Linked DNA regions of Mus musculus: all the other regions are linked to region 2. The links are chromatin contacts, called in public promoter capture Hi-C maps. All regions are on one chromosome and are shown on one strand. The core of a region is the stretch at or near the end of the contact, and the rest is flanking DNA. Distances in the headings are between cores, read along the strand shown. Region 1 holds the start of Chd1l (chromodomain helicase DNA binding protein 1-like). Region 2 holds the start of Wars2 (tryptophanyl tRNA synthetase 2 (mitochondrial)). Region 3 holds the start of Sec22b (SEC22 homolog B, vesicle trafficking protein). Region 4 holds the start of Notch2 (notch 2). Region 5 holds the start of Prkab2 (protein kinase, AMP-activated, beta 2 non-catalytic subunit). Region 6 holds the start of Man1a2 (mannosidase, alpha, class 1A, member 2). Region 7 holds the start of Tent5c (terminal nucleotidyltransferase 5C).

The links. Promoter capture Hi-C pulls out the DNA fragments that hold promoters and counts their contacts. Capture Hi-C pulls out chosen DNA fragments and counts their contacts.
Region 1: a contact with region 2 is called in a promoter capture Hi-C map of pre-B cells. The contact joins the promoter of Chd1l here to the promoter of Wars2 in region 2. A contact is called at or near these places in 1 of 39 promoter capture datasets (pre-B cells) and 1 of 484 Hi-C or Micro-C datasets (CD4 T cells).
Region 3: a promoter capture Hi-C map of pre-B cells shows a contact between it and region 2, with 2.4 times the contacts expected there. The contact joins the promoter of Sec22b here to the promoter of Wars2 in region 2. A contact is called at or near these places in 5 of 39 promoter capture datasets (the C10 cell line, hippocampal neurons, liver and 1 more) and 3 of 484 Hi-C or Micro-C datasets (all in the G1E-ER4 cell line).
Region 4: a contact with region 2 is called in a promoter capture Hi-C map of pre-B cells. The contact joins the promoter of Notch2 here to the promoter of Wars2 in region 2. A contact is called at or near these places in 1 of 39 promoter capture datasets (pre-B cells) and 2 of 484 Hi-C or Micro-C datasets (CD4 T cells and CD8 T cells).
Region 5: a contact with region 2 is called in a promoter capture Hi-C map of pre-B cells, with 10 times the contacts expected there. The contact joins the promoter of Prkab2 here to the promoter of Wars2 in region 2. A contact is called at or near these places in 1 of 39 promoter capture datasets (pre-B cells) and 1 of 9 other capture datasets (liver).
Region 6: a promoter capture Hi-C map of liver shows a contact between it and region 2, with 3 times the contacts expected there. The contact joins the promoter of Man1a2 here to the promoter of Wars2 in region 2. A contact is called at or near these places in 5 of 39 promoter capture datasets (the C10 cell line, cranial neural crest, hippocampal neurons and 2 more), 1 of 115 datasets of contacts at active chromatin or transcription factors (astrocytes) and 1 of 9 other capture datasets (liver).
Region 7: a promoter capture Hi-C map of liver shows a contact between it and region 2, with 2.2 times the contacts expected there. The contact joins the promoter of Tent5c here to the promoter of Wars2 in region 2. A contact is called at or near these places in 7 of 39 promoter capture datasets (cranial neural crest, embryonic stem cells, frontonasal cranial neural crest and 4 more), 1 of 484 Hi-C or Micro-C datasets (muscle stem cells) and 2 of 115 datasets of contacts at active chromatin or transcription factors (astrocytes and large pre-B cells).

What each region holds. Positions count from the first base shown.
Region 1 is chr3:97,608,889-97,611,941 of GRCm38.p6, forward strand. It overlaps Chd1l (chromodomain helicase DNA binding protein 1-like), which reads right to left and starts at 1,302. Exons shown (of 23, transcript NM_026539.2): 1 at 1,175-1,302. The coding sequence starts at 1,283. It also overlaps a transcript of Fmo5 not described here.
Region 2 is chr3:99,139,462-99,142,666 of GRCm38.p6, forward strand. It overlaps Wars2 (tryptophanyl tRNA synthetase 2 (mitochondrial)), which reads left to right and starts at 1,629. Exons shown (of 6, transcript NM_027462.4): 1 at 1,629-1,727. The coding sequence starts at 1,638.
Region 3 is chr3:97,899,880-97,903,002 of GRCm38.p6, forward strand. Sec22b (SEC22 homolog B, vesicle trafficking protein) reads left to right here and starts at 1,348. Exons shown (of 5, transcript NM_011342.4): 1 at 1,348-1,541. The coding sequence starts at 1,467.
Region 4 is chr3:98,012,161-98,015,332 of GRCm38.p6, forward strand. Notch2 (notch 2) reads left to right here and starts at 1,378. Exons shown (of 34, transcript NM_010928.2): 1 at 1,378-1,611. The coding sequence starts at 1,539.
Region 5 is chr3:97,656,889-97,659,956 of GRCm38.p6, forward strand. It overlaps Prkab2 (protein kinase, AMP-activated, beta 2 non-catalytic subunit), which reads left to right and starts at 1,324. Exons shown (of 8, transcript NM_182997.2): 1 at 1,324-1,481; 2 at 1,701-1,878. The coding sequence starts at 1,726.
Region 6 is chr3:100,683,881-100,687,253 of GRCm38.p6, forward strand. Man1a2 (mannosidase, alpha, class 1A, member 2) reads right to left here and starts at 1,593. Exons shown (of 13, transcript NM_010763.2): 1 at 681-1,593. The coding sequence starts at 982.
Region 7 is chr3:100,487,654-100,491,082 of GRCm38.p6, forward strand. Tent5c (terminal nucleotidyltransferase 5C) reads right to left here and starts at 1,539. Exons shown (of 2, transcript NM_001142952.1): 1 at 1,441-1,539.

The DNA.
Region 1 (3,053 bases), core at 52-2,551, 1.5 Mb before region 2:
GGGAGGAGCACACCAACTGGCTGTCCAGTGCCAACCAGTCAGCCCTGAAACGTACATACAAGTGACACTAAACACACTGAACTAGTATATCTAGGAGTATTTATGTACATAGGTATAAGCATAGGATAACGATTAAGTGGGGGGAGGGAACATGGATTTGAAGGAGAGAATGGGAGGGTTTATGAGAGTGTAAAGAAGTAAAGAGGAGGTGTAACTATAATCTCAAAAATAAAAATTTTAAAGTTGAATATAAATGGAAAATATTAATATGAACTGCTTGTCTTTCACTTCGCCCTCATCGTCATCTGCCCCTCCTCTAAGCTAACGGAACTTTTTTTTTTTTTTTAAAGAACGAGTCTCTCTATTACATAGCCCTGGCTATCATGGAACTAGCTGTGTAGAGCAGGCTGACCTTGAACTCAGAGATCCACCTGCCACTGCCTTCCAAGCGCTGGGTTAAAGGGTGCGCCACCGCCTGGCAGAAAGGCACATTTTGTTGCCTTTCCAAACCCTCACCTTTTGGTGGTACTTGGCACGTGTAAGTCAAGCGCTTCCTTATGCTTTCAAAAGCACGTATCCGCTAGTAAAGAAACTGGGTCCTAGGGCCGCTATTTATTTTGTTTATCTGCTCCCCATACCCCACAGTACTCTCTCGACAGCAACAAATAACGACCACGAGGTGACAACTGGTGAGTCATTATGACTTTCCGTTACACCAGCACTACATTCCCAGCAGACACATAAGGAAAGGAGTCTTGGGATGTGGAATAGAGAGAACGCCGCAGGATGAGGATGCTCCAGGTCCACTGGGGTCTGCAGGCCGGCGGTCTCTAAATCTGGAACCTACAAACTGAGGTCTACACATCTGGAGCCTACACACCTGGGGTCCACACATGTGGGATCCCCTCACTTGGGACTCGTAATGGCAAGTGGGCTTAATACGAAAGCACAAGAGGCACAGGACAGGACAAACTTTGCTGGGCAGCGCAACTTTGAGAGTTCATTAGGGAGCCGCAACAAGTGAGTGCGCATGCCCAGTCGGCAGGGAAACGCAGACTGGGAGGAGCGAGAGCGGCCGGGAAGCTGCTGGCTCCCCCGCTGTCCCCGCGTAGGCCAGCGCTGCCGCGCGCCTTCCCGGCTCCCGCCCGCCCCCGGGCGTCCCCGGCCCGCTCACCAGTCAAGCCCCACTGCTGTAAGTCCGGTTCCTGCACCCGCGTCCGAAGCGGCTCCGGCCCGTGTTCGGCCGGCAGCGCCTGCAGGAAGCGCGGCAAGCCGCTCGCCATCCCGAGAGGCCCCGCGCCTTCGCTCCCGCGCGTGCGGAGTACAACGCACCGCCGCCAGAGGGCGCAGCTCGCGCGCCTTCCCACGCTTCCTTAGCACGCAGGTGCGGAAGACTCTGGTCTAAGTGTGCGTCTGCGACTAGGACCTAGAGGCTGCCTTTGCTAAAAGCTCTGACTCCTAACTTGGGTTGCTTGGGTAGCTAACAGCAAGCTCAAAACTTGGCAAGCTCCCCACCCCCCCTTAATTTCTTATCTGTCTTCTTTAAACTTTGGGTCCGATTCCTGAGCAGCTTTCCATGTTTTCAGTTACGATGCACATGCCTAAAAACTAGTACTACAAGGTAGATACGTCTTATATTATCTAACCTTTTTCTTCATGTATGACTAAAAACACCAAAATAAGATTAACTTTATCTCTTAAAATGTGTAGTGACAAGATACATTCAAAGAAAAGACCCTGGTGGTACATTCCTGTAATCTCAGCATTGGGGAGGCTGAGGCAGGAGAATTTGTGAGTTCAGTCTAGCCTGGGCTGCAAAGCAGGAAGGTGTCAATAAATAATAAAGATCAAAGCTCAGTTAGCAGAATGCTTGCCTCGAATGTACCAAGCCCTCGGGTGGGGCATGAGGGTGAGCACCTGTAATCCTAGCCCTAGGGAGCTGTCGGCAGGAGGACCGGAGCTCACGGTCAGCCTCAGCTACACAAGTTTGAAACCAGCCTAAGGTGCAGTAAACCTTTTCTTAAAAATAAAGTGCGAGAGAACTTCCCCCCCCCCCATCCCCTCAAGATTCCAAGAGTAGCCATTCAAACAGAACATCTATGTGTGATAAAAACAAAAACAAATAACAAATAACTAATGGCCACGTTGTCCTAAGAAGGACCAAGGCTGGCCCCACTATGCAGAAGTAGTCCTCTAATGACTAAGGGACTTTACCCATCCCGTTATACAGACTTCTCCAGGAACACACAGAACCAGAACTGAGGTACAACCAGATCAAGAGGGGAGATGTCAGATACACCAAGGTCATCGCACCCCTCTGTGATCAATTATCCCGTTATACAGACTTCTCCAGGAACACACAGAACCAGACCTGAGGTACAACCAGATCAAGAGTGGAGGTGTCAGATACACCAAGGTCATCGCACCCCTCTGTGATCAATTACGTTGAGGTTAAAGATTAACTCAAAAAAAAAAAAAAAAAAACAGTTCTCAGTGGGTACTTGAAGTTTCTTGTTTATAATATGAACTACTAGTGGGCTCTTACAAGAACATAGTGTGTTATCTGTCCCTTACCAGTGGAACTGAACAAACTTGCCCCCGTTTTCCAATAGAGCTGTATTGAATACAGTCCTTTTTTCACTAGTCGTTTTTCCATTTGATTGGGGGGGGAGGGGCAAATGGCTGGACCTGGTTTGTTGAGAGTCCCCCCAAATCAAAACTCTGGCAGCACTTCTGACCGTACTCTTGAGTCCCCAAGTCACTAGAAATGCTTACCAAGGGTTGGTTTTGAGTATCAGCTGTTATTTAACCAACACTGCCATCGTGTGCCTCGTGTGCCAGATTTCCCCTGTACTGGGGAAATAGAATTCAGTTAACAGTCCAGGCAGACAGTGCTAAAGCTGTAGCTGGAGGCACTCCGGTTCTCCTGAAGTGCTTTCCACTCACTTATAACCGCTTTCTTCCCCTCCATCTAGGAATAAAATTAAAATTGGAAAGAAAGTGATTGATGCCGACCAAAGCCATGGGCGTTGCATAGTGGGGCTGGACTGACC
Region 2 (3,205 bases), core at 379-2,878:
ATCTAATTAATTATATAGCTATGCAAATAGTAATACTTTGCTTTCTATCTGAAGACTAGACACCTAAGGCATTTATAAAACCCCATGTTACAGTAACCATTGTCTATATCTTCTCTTGACTGGCTTTGTCCTGGGCTTCTGCTACACCATGTGTCTTGGGTTTTCTATTAATTCCTGGCCACTTTATTTCCATTACTCGGCCACTTTTTATTCTAAATTCAATCTAGTTTATTCAGTTTTTGGAGTCTATTACCATGTTTTGTAGCTCAAGTGTCCCGTTGGCTCTATACTCGGGTATGTAGTCAAAGTGCATTGCACCTGGAAATACATGTGCCTCAAATTTTAACAACAAAATCATATTGTTATGTTCTGCTGAGGGCGGAACCATGGCTTCTTCAGCTTTCTCCACCTCATACCTGTAATTCCTTCCCTGCTCACTTCCAGTTACTCTGGAACAATTGCATGCTTCTAAGATTTTATTGTATGACTGGAGTTTTATCTTACTTTAGATTTCAACTCCTCGGGAGTACAGGCATCTCAAATACAGCTTACTGCCTATGAATCTTTGATAATTTCCAGTATGTGTTTCTTAGACTAATATAACCAATGCAATGGGATTGTGTCAAATCTGCTCTTTATATTTTTTACTGATTTTTAATCTGAGAGTTTTCAGTTCACTGAGAGAAGTCATCATCTTTACACAAAACATCTTCCATCAAGCATCACTGGTGTCATTGTTACTGAACCTCCGCGGAGCACTGCAGCTCTAAGCATTGTCCACTCTGAACTTGGTACTTGCTTCTATATCACCTCGTCAGTATGCATAATTCATTCTCTGAACCCATGAGACCCCACACTTCCGGAAGGCAAGGTACACACATATCCATCAGTGTTTCACTCAGGGCACTAGAGTAAAGTTGCAGACCCGATGACCAGCATGTAGGTCTCAAAAAGTCATTTATGGTCCTCTAAGAGAAGCAGGCTTCATTCTTAAGAGACACGAATGGAAAGCTGCATCTGGAAGCTTGATTAAAAAACAAACAAACAAACAAAAAACTACATGACTTTTTCCTGTAAGAAATAAGTCAATGGAGGGAAAATGAAATAAACCCAGTTCAACTTCAAAACTGTGAGAGCTGACGTTTATTGGTCTAAGGTTCAGTATCAATGAACACAGGATAGCAAGTCATGTAGTTTTGTATTAGAGAGCAGGTGGTGAGACATGGCTTTGCCAGAATCATTGACTGCTTTTCTTCGGAACTGCAGGGTGAGAAATTACCTATTTTTTTCCACCTTTGGTCTCCAAGGAAATCCGAAGGTGCTAGGATTCCAGGAGCCGTGGGTCTGTTTTTAGCCTTCGTTTAGGGTGGGTGATTTCCTTTACTTCCACGTCTAAAGAGCAACAACTCATTTCTTGAGTCTCCCTCAAGGAAGCTGGCACAAAGGAGAAGATGGTCGGGAAAACACTAAAGCCTAGGGCCACCTATTCCAAGGCGCACCTGCGCTGCAAACTTAGGAAACATCGGTACTGAGCTACTTTGGCCAGCGGCAGCCCAGAGGACAGGCGCATGCGTAGTAAGCACAACTCGGCTCGCCCGCAGACGTCATTCCGGGCCGGCGGCCCCGCCCTTCTCAAGATGGCGCTGTTCTCTGTGCGGAAGGCCCGTGAGTGCTGGCGCTTCATCCGGGCACTTCACAAAGGACCCGCAGCAACTCTGGCTCCCCAGGTAACCCGAGCCGGTCTTCTGCTTTAGGTCTCCGATCCTGCGAGCGCCTTCCCGCTCCCCTTCCCTTCCGCCACTTATTTCTCCCTTCCTGCTTCCTGTAAAGAGCCCTCCACACTTTCTCTCCGAGGTCCACTAGCCTATGACTGTCCCCAACTCAGACCACAGCGACGTTGCACACATGTGACCGCAGGAGGTGCTGCTGCTGGAAAGCACACGCCGCCGGGCCGCGTGGCCAGTGTTGCCTGGCAACGCAGGAAGCCATCTCCTGAAAGAGTGTGACGTTATCAGAAACTTAGTTGCTCTGCGATCGATCGTTCTCTTGCGCACCGTTCTGTTACGTTTTTAGCCTCCTCCCCCTTACAACTTCCCGGGGTGCAGCGGAGAAATCAGAAAAGTTTTCTTAGAATTGGGTTGTTTAGGTTAGTGCAGTAGCTAGCGTGTGGAACGCGAGCAAGAATCGGTGCTCGGTGATCCTTAGGCGCCTGCATCTACCAGGCCCTGTAACCAACAGCAACAAGCTGCCGAGGTACTTCATAGTGTTGCTTGCCTGGCAGCACTGCGATTACCACGACTGAGCTGATGAGCATGATATATTATGTCGAGCCCCGCCACATTTGCATTTTATCCTCAGAGCCAAAAGGTGTTGGGGAATTTGCTTTGTTCTGACAAGCACAAAACATCCCAGAATATATCAGTTTGACATAGATGATCTCGGAAGTCTTGTCTGAGAGCGGGAAGGAAACTTGAACTTCTGTGATGAAGTAATTTTTACACATTGCATATTCATAGCCATTAATGCACAGATATGACATGAGGGTGTCATGTTGTAACTGATGTATTATTGGAAAGCTTTCTGGCCTGGTCCTAAAAGTTCCTGGCTTTTTCTAACATTTGCTAGCTGTGTTACAGAACCAGTTGTAATCCTCTGGGCAGATGGAATAGAGGGAGAATTGGAGTGATTGGCATGTTGATGTACTTCCAAGACTGGAAAGCTTATGGGTTCATGACTATGAAGGTAAAACATAGCCAGCAAGAGTAGATGAAACTAGCATGTAATATTATATTTTGAATCATCCCACAAGTTACTCATTCTCTGAACTTACTTTTTTTTTCTTTAATGTAAACTTCACAAGATTCTTTACGAATAAAAGACACAATACTAGAAATTCAGCAAACAACTATTCAAATGTTACTTTACATTTTAAGAAACAGTGTTAGTTAAGAATTGATTCCGGCTTTAATCATCAAATGTTGTTTTTCTTGAGGTTTGGGAATTTCATTTTTTGGAATCTGATAGGCATATTAATGTGTATACAACCAAGAATATCTAGGACAGATTACTGTTTTTAAACCCTTGATTTCACTTTAAATATAAAGAATTAAATGTTAAAGTTAGTTTCTGCAGTGTTATAATGCATATCAGTTAAAAATGATAGCATGAAAGATTAAGGCAAGCCCAGTCTGGTGGCAGAGGCCTG
Region 3 (3,123 bases), core at 98-2,597, 1.2 Mb before region 2:
TTATATATGAAAGAGGAGAGATAATATGAGAGAATGCTTATTAATCAGTAGCTAGAGCTGAACTTGAGCTCAAAGCCTGTTTACATCACTTCTAACTACATGACCTGCTTGGAAAAATCTTTGCAGTCTTCCCCAAGTATAAAGTGAGAGCCTTCAGCTAACAAATTTCACAGAGTTGTTTAGTTAAATGTTCAGATAATCATAAGACACTAAGTATTTAGCAAAGAATAGTTATTACTAATGTAATAAGTATATTTGTATAATTCCTTTCTTTCTTTCTTCCTTTCTTTCTCTCTCTCTCTCTCTCTCTCTCTCTCTCTCTCTCTCTCTCTCCCTCCCTCCCTCCCTCCCTTCCTTCCTTCCTTCCTTTTCTAAGTTTACAAAACCCCTGTACCTCCACGTTCTTCTCATTTAATATTTACAAAAACCCTCTTGAGGCCAAGAATATCCCTATCTCATTGATGAGGACACCAAAGAAGAGAGAGATGAGAACTCTTCCTTAACGGTGATTATCTAGAGGTTGCTTCAAAAGCAAGTGAAAACCAAATTACTGGAAAGCCTGGTAAGATTCCCCTTTCTATACCATGATAGAGGCAGCCAAGAACCTAGATTTGGGGAGGCTAATGATGTATGTGATCCCCCTGTACTTCTTCATTTATTAATATATGCATATATATACATATATATATGAATAAATATATATAATACTAAATATTGCTGATCTCTTTTTAAAAGTTTCATGTGTGGGGGTGGCTTACTTCCGCTCCTGCCTGTGCAGCACGTGCATGGAAAGGTTGGAGAGGCCAGAAGAAGGTGTCAGATTCCCCTGGAACTGGAGTTACTGATGGTTGTAAACCAGCATGCGGGTGCTGAGTTGAACTCCGGTCCTCTGAAAGAACAGCCAGAGTTCTTGATCCCTGGGGCGGTCTCTCCAGCTCCTATTTGCCAATCTCTTACCACAAACTGTTTAAGAACTTTGTGACAGTATAAACACCCAGGCCAGAAAAACCCTCAAGAAACGAATCTCTGCTGAGACATACACAGATTATAAAATATTATACATAAAATGCTCTGTAAAAAAAATCTGAAAATACATAGCTTTACAGTTGCTTCATACTCCATTCGTCTAAAAAGTTCGCTCTCAGTCACCTTTCAAGCCCTACTAAGCTTGAGCGCCACTCCTCTTGCAGAGACACCACTTAGTGGAAACAAAAATTCACAAATGTGGGCGGGACTTGGTCGGAGGAATGACTGCGGAACTAAAGTTCCCGGTGGTTGTGGTTCTCGGTGGGAAGCCAATTGAAAGGACCGGTAGTGGAAAGCTCTGAAGTCGTTTCCGGCCACCTCAGCGGGAAGCGGAGACGCCAGCGGCTAGCTGTTGGGGACCTCAGCCGGAGGTGTAACTGGCCGCCGCCGGAGAAGAAGGGACAGTGACTGAGGCGGCCTGGTCTCCGTAGCCAGGGAAGATGGTGCTGCTGACGATGATCGCCCGTGTGGCGGACGGCCTTCCGCTGGCCGCCTCGATGCAGGAGGACGAGCAGGTAAGCTGCTGCCGGAGCCCCGAGCTCGCCCTGCTCCCGGCTAGTGAGACCCTAGCGACCTCACAGACTCCTTCCCCCTCTTCTCGAGAGCTCTTTTACCGTTTGCTCGTGAAAAGACTACCTGTGAGAAGAAATCCTTGTGGAAGGAGTTAGAGTTATGGTGGTAACTGTTCCTCTCTACACAGAAGCCCCGGAGAAAGCTTATCCAGGTTTAATTTGATCACCCAGTTTGTGATGACTTTTTAGGGACCTTCTTAGAATTTAGGACTTTTCTTTTGGGCTGCTGTTAAGGCTGCTGACTAATATATCTGGGGAAGACCAACCCTTGGTTTCTTCACCTCGCTTTCCTGTAGCTCTTGATCCTTGACCTAGCTCGATGACATATTTTGATAGAGGATGAGGTAATATTGCCACTTACAAAGTTGTCAAGGTTCAGTAAAGTGCCTACTTTCACGGCTATGCCTGATTTTCTCCTGCTCTCATAAAGTATATTATTCAGATGAGCCCAAGAATATGATCCGGACAAAGGAGATTGGGGGCTGGGAGTCTTAGAGAACACTTCCTTTGAAAAATATTTTCCCCGTGAGGGGTATCAGTGGGGTAGAGATGGGCAGAATCTGATCAGTTGCACTGAAGTCTAATGGAGGAGAGGGACCAAAGTGGGTCTGAAATGCTACTCAATATCAGTGGGCCCCTACTCTCTGCTTTGAAATTTTTCTGAAAAAAATTCATGGATTCTTTCTTAATTTTAAACTTGGTATTTATTTGATATTGGTCTGCCAATATTGGTTTGTTTCATTGATGAGAAGTTCTCCACAGAAGTGTTTTGTTTTGTTTTTCTGGTTGTGATTTATCATTTCCCTTTATTAATTTTGATTTTAAATAATAAGCCTTTCTGAACCTTCAATGTCTGCAGAAGCATCGGTCTCAGACTCTTGTTTTACCATCATGATAGTAGACAGAACGTCACACACAGCCTCATATAGAACAGCACTGTCCTGAGAGTGCTAGGGGTGCTATTTCTCTGGCCCTCCTCATACCACCCATGTCAGAGTGTGTGCTCTTATTGCCCTTCACAGGGGCTCTTAGGCTTAAAGTCACACTGCTAACAAGTAGGGTAATGGAATGTGCCCAGGGTTGTTGGTGGTGCTGGTGCTGGTATGGTGCTTTGCTTTGCTTTGGGGGTTGGTCTGTTTTTATCAGGGACTGTTCCCATTTGGAGCTGGTTGATACTTTGTTGGGAGAGACTGTCCTGTGCCTTGTAGGGCGTCTATCCTTGGCCTCTACTTCCAGACGGCAGTAGCAAAAGTTCCTTTAGGGACAAAATCAGGCCTGGTTGAGAATTGCCAGTTTCAGTAATCAGTATTTTATTAAGTAAGCTATTGTTTTTAAAATCAGTATCAGTTTGGCTCTAGACCAGAACCTTCGTTCCTAATCATTATTCTGTACTGTCTTGTTTAAGACTTTTCAACCACGTAGTCACTTCTTACTAATGGAGAAATAACTTTTTTTTTTAGAAAATTGGGACAATTTCTAGATAGAGCTTGCCTTGAACTGACCCCACTGTCTTAGCCTTTTGAAT
Region 4 (3,172 bases), core at 128-2,627, 1.1 Mb before region 2:
AACTTATTCCCTGGTTGGGGGGGGGGGGATCTCTTACTGAACCTGGAACTGGGCTACCTGCTAATTAGCCCCAGAGATTCATTTAACTCTACTCCCTACAGCTGTTTGAGGCATGTGCATAGTCAAACCTGGCTTTCACTGTGAGTGTTGGAGATTTGAACTCAGGTCCCCGTGCTTGCACAGCAAGCACTCTTTCCCGCTGATCCATTTCCTCAGACTCTATAGTGCTTATTAAACTGCAGTTTTAATGTTCACACCCATTTGCACTTGCTGAACGGTATTCTGCATTCTAGGTCACCATCTACTAATTGATAGGCACTAGTGATGAAGGCCATGATCCTGGGCCATAAAGACTTCCCCGTGTAGTCAAGACAGAAATACAAACAGTCCTGTGTTACTTATGCAATTCCTCGTAGTTGCCAATTTCGTTCTACAAATGCATTTATTCCTAAGACAGATCACACCCTCCACTCTCCCACTTTGGAAATTGTTAGTGTAATAGCTTTATCTTTTAAAAACTATGCACACAAACGTCCATACAATGTTCAGTGTTGTTTGGAAACATTTATATGTAAATGGCATTCTTAGAGTCTCGCTCTGCGATTCGTGTTTTCATCATCATTTTGGTTTTACGGCTGACGTATATGAAGATGGTATTTTCAATTGTATTGCACTTATAATTATGCATTATTCATCTAGTCCCTAAGGGTGGGGCATTTAGGTTACTCTTCACTCGCAGCTATTAATAGGTTATAAAGAGTATTCCTGGTTCTTCTTTCTATTTTCTACACCTTTGACTAGAGTTTCAAGCTCCTGCTGTCTCTTGAAAGCCTCCCCTAAATTCTTCTAGACCCTAGAGCGGACGATTCCAGTGTCCCAAGCACCTTGCTACACGAAGTTCACTAAAAGAACCAAGGATGGGTGGGTGGATGGACGGATGAATGAACGAAATGCCCAGAGCATCTTAAGGAATGTCCTCTTAAGAGTACTTTGGCGCCTTTGCCCTCTGCCTTCCGTTGACAGTCTCGTTTTTGCTCTCCCTCATTCCTCTAACCAGCCAAGAAGTGTGTGGGTGGGTGTGTGGGGCATGAGGTCTGCCTCTCTCTACAAGTTCAGGACCCGGGTAAACCCTAGTGTTTGATGTTGGGCGCTTCAGCCGCCCCCCTTTCCGAGCTCATGGGCGGGCTCGGCGGTCGAGCGGGCGGAGTACGGGGTGCTGCTCACTCAGATCCCTCCGCGCGCAGAGGACCGGCGCTTCTTTCTGCGGGAAACCCCTGGGCGCGCGGCGGCGACGGGGGCGGAGCCTCGCGGTGGGAGGAGGCCGAGGCGGAAGGACACGCGGGCCGCCCAGCCGCGCGGCGCAGCCAGAAACTTTCAGCCAAACTTCGGGCGGCGGCCTGGCTGCGCGGAGTGCAGGGGCGGCGCAGCGGGAGCTCCAGGACTCAGCGAGCCGCGGGGGCAGGGTAGAGCACGCGAGAGCCGGGCTCCTGGTCGGGACCCGCTCCCCATGCGGATCTGCTCTGGCTGCGGCCCCGAAGATGCCCGCTCTGCGTCCCGCCGCGCTGCGGGCGCTGCTGTGGCTCTGGCTGTGCGGCGCGGGCCCCGCGCACGGTGAGTACCGGGCGCCCGGGAGACCATCCCTCTCTGTCTCTGCGCTACGGGGACTGCGTCTTCCAAACTGCCTCGTCCGGGCCTCGAGTCTTGGCAACGCGTAGCGTCCCGGGTTCCGCGTTAGCGGGGTCTCGGGCGAGCAGCTCGCGGGCCGAGGTGCGAGTGTGGTCGGGAGGGCGGCGGGGGCTTGCGGCGTTCCCAGCTTTTGACACCCGGATCGGTCGGTTTGTCCGGAGGAGGAGTTGGGCGTGGGGCTTAGGTCTTGGATAGGTGGAGGCAGCAGTGGGGGAACTGGTGTGGCAGCGTGCTGAGCCACATGATTGAAAATCTCAACTGCTGTTATTCTTTCCGAGGCGCGGAGCTCTGCTGCGGTTCCAGTGTGCGTCCAGCCCCAGGAATGTGGTGTGACGATCCCCAACTCCTCCAACCTGGCAGCAGCTTGCTGCTCTTTTGGCACCGTTGGGGGTGGGGCAGGGGCAGGCGAGGAAAAGTGGAGACGTTGCTTGATCCGAAGTGCTTGCTTAGAAAGGCTTGTTATGGTGGGATATTCCGTGCCCCCTCGCTAACTTGGTGGGAGCCAGGAAAGGAAATCGGATCATATTTTACCCACTCCACCCACATCTTTAGATTTTACATTTCTTTGGAATGTTGTATGGAAAGAACTTCGGCTTTGGAGTCCAGCTCTGTAATCCTGGATTCAAATCTTCTGTATTAACTCACCAATAAAATGGGGATGAAATTACCCAGCTAATAGGATTAATTAAAAGAATGTATATTAAACCCGTAGCACTTAAAAGATGTTCAGAAAAGTTGTTTCAGGGCAGGAGCAGCGGTTTGGTCTGTGCTTCCAATGGGGCTATGTCTTGTACTGGTTTGAAGTCTGTGCTTCCAGTGGGGCTATGTCTTGTACTGGTTCGAAGTCTGTGCTTCCAGTGGGGCTATGTCTTGTACTGGTTTGAAGTCTGTGCTTCCAGTGGGGCTATGTCTTGTACTGGTTTGAAGTCTGTGCTTCCAGTGGGGCTATGTCTTGTACTGGTTTGTTGAACTGGTAGGGTCCCCCTTTACTCAAGAACAATTAACTTTTACCAGAAAAACTCTAGTACATTTCCTCAGAGAAGGGATGAGTTTCAGAAAAGTATGGTCTTTGTTCATTGTAACAGGCAGCTGACATGCCAATCGCAGATGCTTTGAGGAAGACTCGATTATTTATCACCTGCAAACAGTGCTGGGCTGTCCAGCATCAACCAGATACTTTCTGGAAAATTAGAATGTCATACATTGCTGGGTCTGTAGGTTTTCAGAAGTGGACCAGGATTGAATTCAGGATTGAATGGTTCCCGAAAGTTTTCCTCAAAACTCAACGATGGCATTCTTGCCTTGCCCCTTTTCTTTGAGTGAAGCTGTTAGCCCTCAGTGTAGACTTAGTGTAAAGAGCTGTATGATTAGTGTGGTTTTTTTTCTGAGGATGAAAGTGCTTGGTCCCCCACGACTTGTTTTACATAGTAAAGTAACTTTAGTCTTCATGACCTGTGTCTTTTCCCATATGGAATAGGATTCAAAG
Region 5 (3,068 bases), core at 74-2,573, 1.5 Mb before region 2:
CCCGGCTCAGTTCCCTTTTTTTATTCCACTGCTTTTAACTACCTCGTGATCTGAAGTGGCTGCTGGAGCTCTGGCCATTCTATGGACACCCTATACACAAAGAAAGAGAAACGGAGAAATTCTACTTACCATTTCCCCCTATCTATCTATTAGGGAGGCTAAGAAATGCATCTCTGTGGAGACAGACAACATCCTAAGGTTAGAGTCAGTGCTTCAGTAAAGAGGAAGGAAATCAATGTTAAGGTAGACCTCCAACTCTCTTTGCTACCTCACTGTTCCTTTTGAGTAATTACTTTCATTGTTTAAAATGTTAATCTATGTTTGAGTGTTTTGCCTACATGTTTGTATGTGCACCTGAAGGTGTTGTAGCGCCTGGAACAGATGATTATGAGCCACCTTGTAGGTGCTGGGACCAAACCCGGGTCCTCTAAAAGAACAGTAAGGGCTCTTAACCACTGAACCATCTCATCAGGGTTTATGACTTCTAATGGCTTTATGGTCGGCCTCATCTCACCGATCTACACACTTGTCTAAGATTCTGCCAGTGCTAATGACTGCAAGACCACTGAAACCTCAGTGGCAGACACGCTACTCTCACAGGACACCTCTCACTGTCTCAGCTCACTCAGTCTCTCCTGTGTCCAGAGTTCTTTGACCCCACTGGGCCCTCCATCAGCCTATTTTATCTTCACTTCCAGCCGACTGGTTTCAAAACGCTAGTCCAATAGTATATTCCCAGCCTACCTGTGCTCTCACTCATTAGCTGTTTGCATTAATCCACACAGCTAATCACAGTAACAGAAAACACCGCTTTGATGAGTTTGGGCATCACATAGAAGTAAGTCTTCTGCAGTAACTGCCATCACGTGTCTAGTCAATTCTCTGTCCTACTTTTTATTTCATGCCTCCTGGGACAACTAAAAAGGTTGCTTGGTAGAGGCGTACGCGGAATATGAAAATGTGGATCCACTATGCACCGCTGTCCAGTCGTTTGAGGTGATCCTGTTAAAAGTGCAGATTCTAATTCTGTACCTAGGGCACGGGGAGGCCTCGGATTCGGCTTTTCTAATAACCGCGTGCCCCATGGATAGACAAACTGCTTAGGAAGACAAGACGCCCCACTATCAAGCCCTGGGCGGACAGTTCACAGCCCTAATCCCGACCCGGACCCCACCCTCGGCCCCGCCCCAAGCCGGAGCTGCGCACGCACCCACCACAGAGGCGGTGCTGGTGGCTAGAGAGGCAGGCGACCCAGGCTGAGGAGGGGGCGGGGCTGGAGCGCAGGGGGCGGAACAAGAGGCTCGGTGGGCGGGGCCAGAGGCAGAGGCGGTACCTCGTCGCGGGCCTTGTAGCCATTTTAGGAGGAAACCCGGTTCGCTGGTTTGGGGCGCGGCTTCAATTTCAATAACTTTATTGGTCTCCTTGTACGCCGAACAGCCGGCGTGCGTGTAGCCACGCGAGCCCGGAGCGCATCGCCCGAGGTGAGCGGCGTGGGGGGTGTGCGGGACCGGGGCTGTGGGGCAGCGAGGGCTCCCGGAGCCGGTTCTCCGAGCCGAGGCGTCCGTGAAGCGGGTAAGGGAGGGGACCCCGGGCGCGGTCCCCTGCGGCGGGGATTCCCTTCCCGGGCGCAGGGGCGGGGCCGGGGCGCCCCTGACGCAGCCGCGGGGGTGTTCCCCGCCTGGTGTCATTCCCCGCGGCAGGTTGCCCCCGACTCGAGCTGCAGCCATGGGAAACACTACCAGCGAGCGGGTGTCCGGGGAGCGCCACGGAGCCAAAGCTGCTCGAGCTGAGGGCGGCGGCCATGGCCCGGGAAAGGAGCACAAGATCATGGTGGGGAGCACGGACGACCCCAGCGTCTTCAGCCTGCCCGACTCCAAGGTGAGGTAGCGGGGCTGCCGGCAGCTCCGCCCTTCTTGGTTCTTCCTCCTCATTCTCAAGGGTTATGGGCTTTTTAACTAGAAGGCTATTCCGCGGATAGAGATGCTGGGTGCTAATTCCTCCTAGATACTACCTCAAATTAGGATAGGGGCGCGGAGTTGTTTTCCTGCTGCTCAGAGTAATCTGTGGGCCAACCTTTTAGGACGAGTACCAAAAACCCATCCCCTGCCAGCCCCATCCTTGGATCTACGTGCAGGTTGCCCTCTTCCAGAGCTTGCAGGATGTATAGGTTGTGAGCGCGGGTGGAAACTTCGGAGGGTGCGTTGTCTGAGCTATTGAAAAGGGCTCAGTTTCTCACATTGGCCTCAAGATAGCTAGATGACTTCTCCCTGAAAATGTCTCTGTGTAGGTCTCCTTCTTGCTCTCTCTTACGTGTTCTGCATCACCTCTTCGATCCTCGTCCACCTTTGTATGGCTCTGAGCTGCCATCAGTTGATTACTTGAATACTTTCCCCTAGTCTTGGGGATCCATATAGGACATCATTTGGTTAATGGCTCAGATCTTTTTTTGAAACGTGCCGTTTTAAAATGTAGCTGTGAGCTTTGCACAGGAGAGCAAGTCACTTTACTTCACTCCTCAGAAGTACTTCAAAACGTTGCCCGGGGCTCAAAACCACCCTCTACTGACCTGAAGCCTTAGCTCTCAATTCCATAGACTTGGAGCCAGAGGCCACTTTTGGTCACTCAAAAGAAGAGCCAGATGGAGCTGACAGCAGTGTGATTGCTACCCTAATGTTCCTAATCACTTAGAAATGTCAGCATTAAATACATGTAATTTCTCCCGGTAGACTTTCTGGAGTGAAAAAGAAAACCCGGCCCTTGGGGATGGGGTGGGGTGGTGGACATTTATCACTTCCCAGTGAACTGAGGCTTAGGATAACAGAGTTTTATTTGCCACTTTGATGGCACATGAAATTTGAATTACACACCTTATTTTCTCCGATCGAGATTGAGAACGCCGTTAGAAAAGTGCGTCATTGAACCGGCCATTTCTTGGGGTTCCCTCTTCCCTGTTTCCTCTCCTCTAGGATTCCTCCTCATTTGGGCCCTGGACTCAGCCTAGATTTCCTTCTCCAAAGCTTATCTAGGATGACAGGCAGGCCGTGTATTTTTGCTCATTCCTACATTGA
Region 6 (3,373 bases), core at 343-2,842, 1.5 Mb after region 2:
TAGGTTAAAACCACTACCCATTTTCTACAGGGGTTCTACCATTCGGGTGAAGTCTCATACATACTTCTCTTTCACACATTCAAGAATTAGCTTATGAGAGGAGAGAGGTGTTTGGAAAAAGCGAATTGTCTCCAAAGTCTCCTTTTAGGTAAAGATCTAGAAATGACTTAAAGGCTGGAAGCAGAGCTTCCATTTCATTTCATCTTGATTATACCCTGCCAAGGGCTCAATTCAGAATAACTGGCCAAATTATGGTTAGGGATATACACACCCCACCTTTTAACATTTAAAAAAAAAAAAAAAAATCAGAGCACAAGCCAGAGATTGGGACTTGGTGGCTGAGCAAAGTCTAGCAAGCTGTCAAGATTCAGTGACTTCACATGGTGGCAGAAAGGCAGAAACACGTTCTCAATACGCGCATGCTGACTCCCTGTATCTCCGCTCCCTGCTGTCCACAGCAGAAGAGTCTGACTGAACACTTCGTTCTGCCGGGAAAAACCAAGGAACCCTAGGAGTCCTTCCAGTCTATGTATGGTTCTACCCAGGCAGCTCTGAACCAACAACGTTCAACACCCTGATCATTCACAGGGGCAGGAGGGGGAGGGGGGAGAGACAAGAAAGCAGTGAACTGTACCTTGCTCTCCCAAAAGGAAGTACCATAATTTAAGTAACAAACGAACCTGTGTCTGTGTTCGTCGGGTCCATGGATCAGGAAGACGCCGGGGTTTTTAGCTCCTTTGCCGGCATCTACGTGAGGAATTAACACATCTTCTAAGCCCAGATCAAAGCGTTTGTGTTTTGAAGAGTCTGGAAGGAAGAAGAATGCCCCAAAACACAGGGTGATGAAGGCACTAAGGATGAGGAGAAGGATAAACTTCTCGGAGAGTCTCAAGGTAGCCCTGTGATGTGGGAAGGAGGGCGGCCCCAGGTTCAAAGGTGGTATCCTACGACCAGAGAGGGGCAGCAGCGCTGGGGTAGTCATCGTTTAGGCTCTTGGACGGAATACTTTATAAAGTTCTCATCTTATATCAAACGTACAACACATCGAACCGTTTCTCAAAACCTCGGCCAAAAAAAAAAAAAGAATAAACTCAATTTCCCTCCTCTCAAAGGATTGTTGTGCTTTTTTATTATTATTATTATTTACGAGGCCACCTCTTTCACGCTCTCCGATTACATCCAGAAGCCCGGGTGACCTCCCAAGCGATCGTTGGTTTCTGTCCCGTCAGATCTTCTCGCCATTTGGCTCTCGGTGCCTCACCGGATGATCGCGAGTCTCCTCTTCATTCCCGAGAGTGGATCGGGCGAGCCACACCGCAGAGAAGCTGCAAGGTGGGTTCTGCCATGCCCGCGCCCCGGCGCGATGCTCAGAGGCGGCTGCCCGCCCCGGGAGGCGCCCGGCGAAGACGACGAGTTGCAGTAGGTCGGTTCCACTCGGTCCCCTCCGGAGCCTCCTCCGCTCCACCGCTCCGCAGCCTCCGCGGCTTCCAAGCAGCGGCGCCGGGCGTAGCAGCGACGACCCTCAGCCGAGGCCGCGAGGGCGACGGCGTCCCGAACACTACAGCGCCCGCGCCGCCGCGCGCTCTGTCAGGAGCGGAACTTCCTCCTCAGCCGAGCGGCCGCCCCCACCCGGCTCCTCCTCCTTCTTCTCTTCCTCCTCCTCCTCCTCCTCCTCCTCCTCCTCAGCTAGCCCCGCCGCCCGCTTCTCGGCCGAGCCCAGCCGCGGCGGCCGAGCCCCTGCGCCTCGGTGGCGGCGTGCGAGGTAGCCGGGCCGCGGCCCTCAGACCGACAGCCCGGGGCCGGCGCCGGCTCATTCCTCGCACCGCCTGGGAGAGGCGGGCGGGAGGGAGGGCGGCCGGTCGCGCGCGAGCGAGCAGCCGCGCCTCCCGCGGCCGCAGGGCGGCTCCGGCAGGGCCCGGCCTCGGGTGGCTCGCACGCTCGCGCTGACTGCGGCGCGGGTCCGCGGCCCTGGGCTGGTCCCTGGCCTGTGGAGGCCGGAGGAGAACAGAGCGGCTGCGCGGCCGACACCGGTTGGGCCGAGCGGCTCGGCCGTGGGGGGCGCGGGCCCGGCTAGCCGCCCCGACTCGCGAGTGGGCGTCCCCGGGCGGCGGAGTGTGAGGTGCGCGCGCACGCTCCCGGCCGCCGCGCCCCTCCCCCGCCCGCCGGGCCGCTCGGGCCTGGCCGCTGCCGAGAGCCCGGAGCCCCCGGAAGCCCCGGCGGCCGGACGAGGAGGACCAGGCGCTTGGATCGCGAAAGTGGCGCTGGAATGTGGGGTTCCTGGGACTGACGGGTTACGGGGGCCAAGGCTGATGCCTCCCTCAGTTATCAGTGACTCGGGGCCGGGGTTCAACATCAAGGTCTCAAACTTCCACGCGTTCTTGGGCACGCGAGGCTGGTTGAAGAAGGAGGTGGCACCGGCCACGTGCCGGATTCGTGTTAAAATGGCAGCCCTGCGCTTTCTACTGGGTTCCTTTCTGAGGAATCGGACGACCTAGGTCAGACAGGAGATTCCTGGTGGTTCAGTCCCAAGACTATATATACACTCTATAGTCATCTTCACCACCACCACTACCATTCCCCCCGCAAAGATAACAAAGATGAATGAATGAGCAGGTGTTAAAACCCAAAAGGACAATATTGTTGAAGTTGAGGCTTGAAACAATCTGAGTCAATTCTGTTATCTGTAATATTGAGAAGAACCAGGTTGTGATAAAGTATAATATAGGCTTCTTAGCAATGCATATGTATTCTTGCATCTAGTTTGCATTTAGCTTTTTTTTTTTTTCTTAAATTTACCTTCTGTTCCTTGCACACATCCTAACTGGTAGCTGGCAATTGGAGAGGAGGCCCATAAATGGCAGGGGTGGGAAGTCAGCCTTAGAAATCAAGGAAAACTTCATGTCCCTTGGCAGGATTCAGAACTACATTCCACTAGGCATTTCTAGAAGCTCTGCAAACCCTACCTTCCTACCACAGGACAAAAGAAGTCATTGGTTTACAAAATAAAGCCAGCACAAGATGTAAACGTGTTCCCAAGGGCCACCGCTGGATCCAAAGTGAATGAGATTTGAGTGAGACACGTGAATGGATGTTAGAAACTGCGGAGTTCATACAGTGTGACTGTCTCATAGATCTCTAATGTTGAGAGCCCAACCAAAAGGAACACTGTGCTCCGACGGTTGAGGTCACTCATTTCCACGAGAAGATGGAAATAAAACACCAACCTCTGAACGAGACAGCAAGTTGTATAAACCTTGAGAAGTTATTATTACCTAGCTAACACTACAGTTAGCTGCAAGAAAAATTTACCAAAACCAAACATTCTACAAATGTGACATTGGAAGTTCCAGACTTATAGCTGATGAAGAGTCTT
Region 7 (3,429 bases), core at 289-2,788, 1.3 Mb after region 2:
CAGCAGAGGACAGGACCACTGGTGGTCCAGCTGTAGCAGCTGGGAGAGAAAAGTGGCTCTTCGTTACTCCTCACCCCACACCCTTCGACTGCGGGGTAAGATGTGGAAAAACAATCACACCTCTGGTGACTTCCAGCAAGATAGAATTCTTGGTAAGCCTTCCTACCACCCTCTTGGCTGCCTGGCTAGCTTTCTGGCTCCCTCGCTGCCTTGCCAAGCAAATTACAGTGGAAGTTGTTGTAGCCAGCAATGGCCACCGTCACCCTCCTTCCCAGAGTAGCGGGGCAGCTGGGGACCTAATTTAGGAGGATTTGACCATCTTAACTTTATTTCCAGAACACCAAACTCGTCATAATTCAAACTATTACATACACAGCTATTCTTAAAAAATCAGTAAGTCTATTAAATCTTTCGTTGTAAGCACTTTATCCTCAATTGAGGGAGGGGCTTAAGACTTGGGTCCGGGCTCTGAACGGTTTCTCCACATTAAAGGTTGAGAGGAGAGAAAAGAGGCCTAGACCACCTAGGGATGACAATCGATGCTGGTGGAAGTTTTGCGTTCTTGAAAAACCAACTAGGCATTTCCTCACCAGCCCTCCAGGACTTTGCGGTCTCCTGCCCTCCAGCCTGCCCGCGCTAGGTGTAAAGGCTACCAGCTGGTACTGCAGGTTCCTCAACTTCTTCCTATGGAGAAGGCTCTCACCCTCCTCGCAAACTGCGCTAAAGAAGTTCCCTGACCCGGACGATCCGGGAGCCGCGCCTCTAAGCCACCGACAGCACCGCTATCAGAGTCAACGGACTGACTACATGGCTTTCAGCCTACGCAGTAAGCGACTTTCGATCCCCAAAGGGGAGGAACCAGGTTTCACAGCCGCTGAATTCTCGAGAAGTTTCCGAGAGACGCGCAGCTTCGATCATTTGGCCGCGCTGGGTGTCCACAGTCCCAAAGGGAGAAGGATCTCAGCCGCCATCCCGGGCACCGAGCCCAGGAAACTGCCCTCCCCTCGCCGGCCAGGCTTTAGCCCCGACCGCTGCGTCTTCATCTGCGCCGCCAAAACCGCGGGGTTCAAAATCGCCCGGGTTCCGGGCTCGGTGTGCGCGCCACAGGGGCGCAGCTCAGAGCCGGAGCACCGACTAGGTGCAGGGAAAGAGCCCCCTACACTCCGGCTGCCGGGGCAGCAGGAACTCGCCCAAGTTTGCCAAAGCCCGGCCACGGTCTCCGAAAAGTTTGCCTCCTTCACAGAGGAAAGTTTGCGTGAGGGACGCGGGAGCCAGGCGGGTCCTGACACCTGCTGGCATCTCTCCTCCATCCCCGGGGCATGCCACCAGGCTCTGCCGGGACTGACCCTAAGCGGGAAAGCGCGGCCCCCCCCGCCCCCCCCGCCCCGGAGGACCGCAGCAGCATCCTCCCACCTGCGGAGGAGGGGAGTGTGGACTCACCTGGGCGTTGGAAGAGGAGGTGACTGAGGCAGGTGGTTGGCGTGGGCAGCCCCCAGCAGGAGCGGAGCGGAGACTGCGGCCCCTAGACAGCTGCGGCGAGTGAGCGGTCCGGCCGCCGCCCCCTCCGATCTTAACCGGCCTGACCACTCCCCCGCGCCTCCCCGCCCCTGCCCCCGCCCCGCGGCCGGCCTCCCGGGGGAGCCAGGGCGGGGCGCGCCGGCCGGGGCCCCGCGGGATCCTTGCGCCCCGCGCTGACGGCGGGGGGCCGGACGAACGCCGCCCTCTGATTGGCTCCTCGGGTCAATGGTTGCCGAGAGACGAGTAAACCTCGGGCGGCGCAAAGGGGCGGGGTGACCAAGAGGCAGCGTTGCGCAGGCGCAATAGAGAGGTGCTTTGTGGGCGGCGAACTAACTTTGGGGTTGAGGGCACAATTTTCCTCTGTCCTCTCCGCTCCACTCTGCCGTCTTCTTTAGCTTTCCCTTGCCTAGACTGTCCTTCCCTCTACCCCGCTTGCTCCCTGGCGGGCGCGTCTTCTTTCAAACTTTTAGGCGCTCCTCGCCCCAGTGCTCTCTGGTTTCCGGGAGCCGGGAGTGGAAGCCCACGCCTGCCTCGCGCGGTGTTTGTGAAGTCGGAAAACTCTTAGGTGGGCCCTGGAAAAATCTTTCTGATTCCTCGAACAAATTGGCTGGAGGTGAGGTCGTGGTCCTGGGGGGAAGGAAGCAGCTGTGGCCGCGCGGACCACCTGTGTGCAATTGGCGATCCCGGGAAGCTATCGCCAAAGCCTTAAGCACAGCAGCTCAGCTCTCCAGAGAGCAGCGCTGGTCTTTGCTGCTTGTTACTGCTCGCAGGTGTGGGACACACACACACACACACACACACACACACACACACACACACACACACACTCACTCACTCACTCACTCACACACACATAGTTGATGGCTCACACACACACACACACACACACTCACTCACTCACTCACTCACTCACACACACATAGTTGATGGCTCCGCTGTGGAACTCTCCTTCACCACTTAATTACCCGGAAGGCCTTGCAAGAAGCTATTGTGGTTTGGTCTTTATTTTAAGACAATGCCTCCTGAACCCCAGACAGGCCTCTAAGTAGCCTTGGCTCACCTTTAACTGATCCACCTCTGTGCACCTCCCAACTGCTGGGATTATAGGCGTGGTCTACCACGCCCAGCTTTACTGACCGTCTTGACCTATCCTCCAAAAACACTATTTCCCATCTGTATTATGGGAGGAAGGACGAGATAACCGTGAGATCAATATTATGGAAATAGCTATTAATCATGCACTGCTTGCTAAAAAGTTCATGCCAGGTACTAAATAAATCAGAAAGCAGTCGTTAATAAACACTTGTTGAGTTTCGTTTGACCCTCTCCTGGGTACTGGGGCCTAGATGGCTTCCCGAATCGGTGCTCTCTTCTGCCCTCTCCACCTCTGTGGAGCGTGAGTATCCGTATCCAGCAGTGTCTGCTAGGCTATGAAGAGTTCTCACACATGCACATGCTTTCTCTGGTAGGGGAGGCGAATTCCCAAAACTAAAACAGTGTAAGACATCAGTATGAGAACTTACATGTTCTTGAACACAAATTCAGGATATATGGCCAGCTTTTTTGTTGATAATGTGAGCCCTTTCTGATCTCACAGTGTCTTTTATTGTGTACAAAATGATGGGTGTGTGTACTCACAGAGCTGTCACCCAGAACATTTCCAGCTTAGCCATGGCCCCTGTCACTCAATAGATTGCAGGGTTACCAATATTAAGAACTCAGTCTTCATATGTCAATTGTTCTGGTATTTGAACTATTCATGGGGAAACAGAGGGTGAACATTTTTCTCTCCGTGAGATTTCTCTGTGGTGTTGTATGTAACCGTGGCTCATTCTTCACCACTGCATATTCATTAAATAACCAACACTTTATGCCCTCAGCTTACCGTCTGATAGGCACTTCATTTGCTTC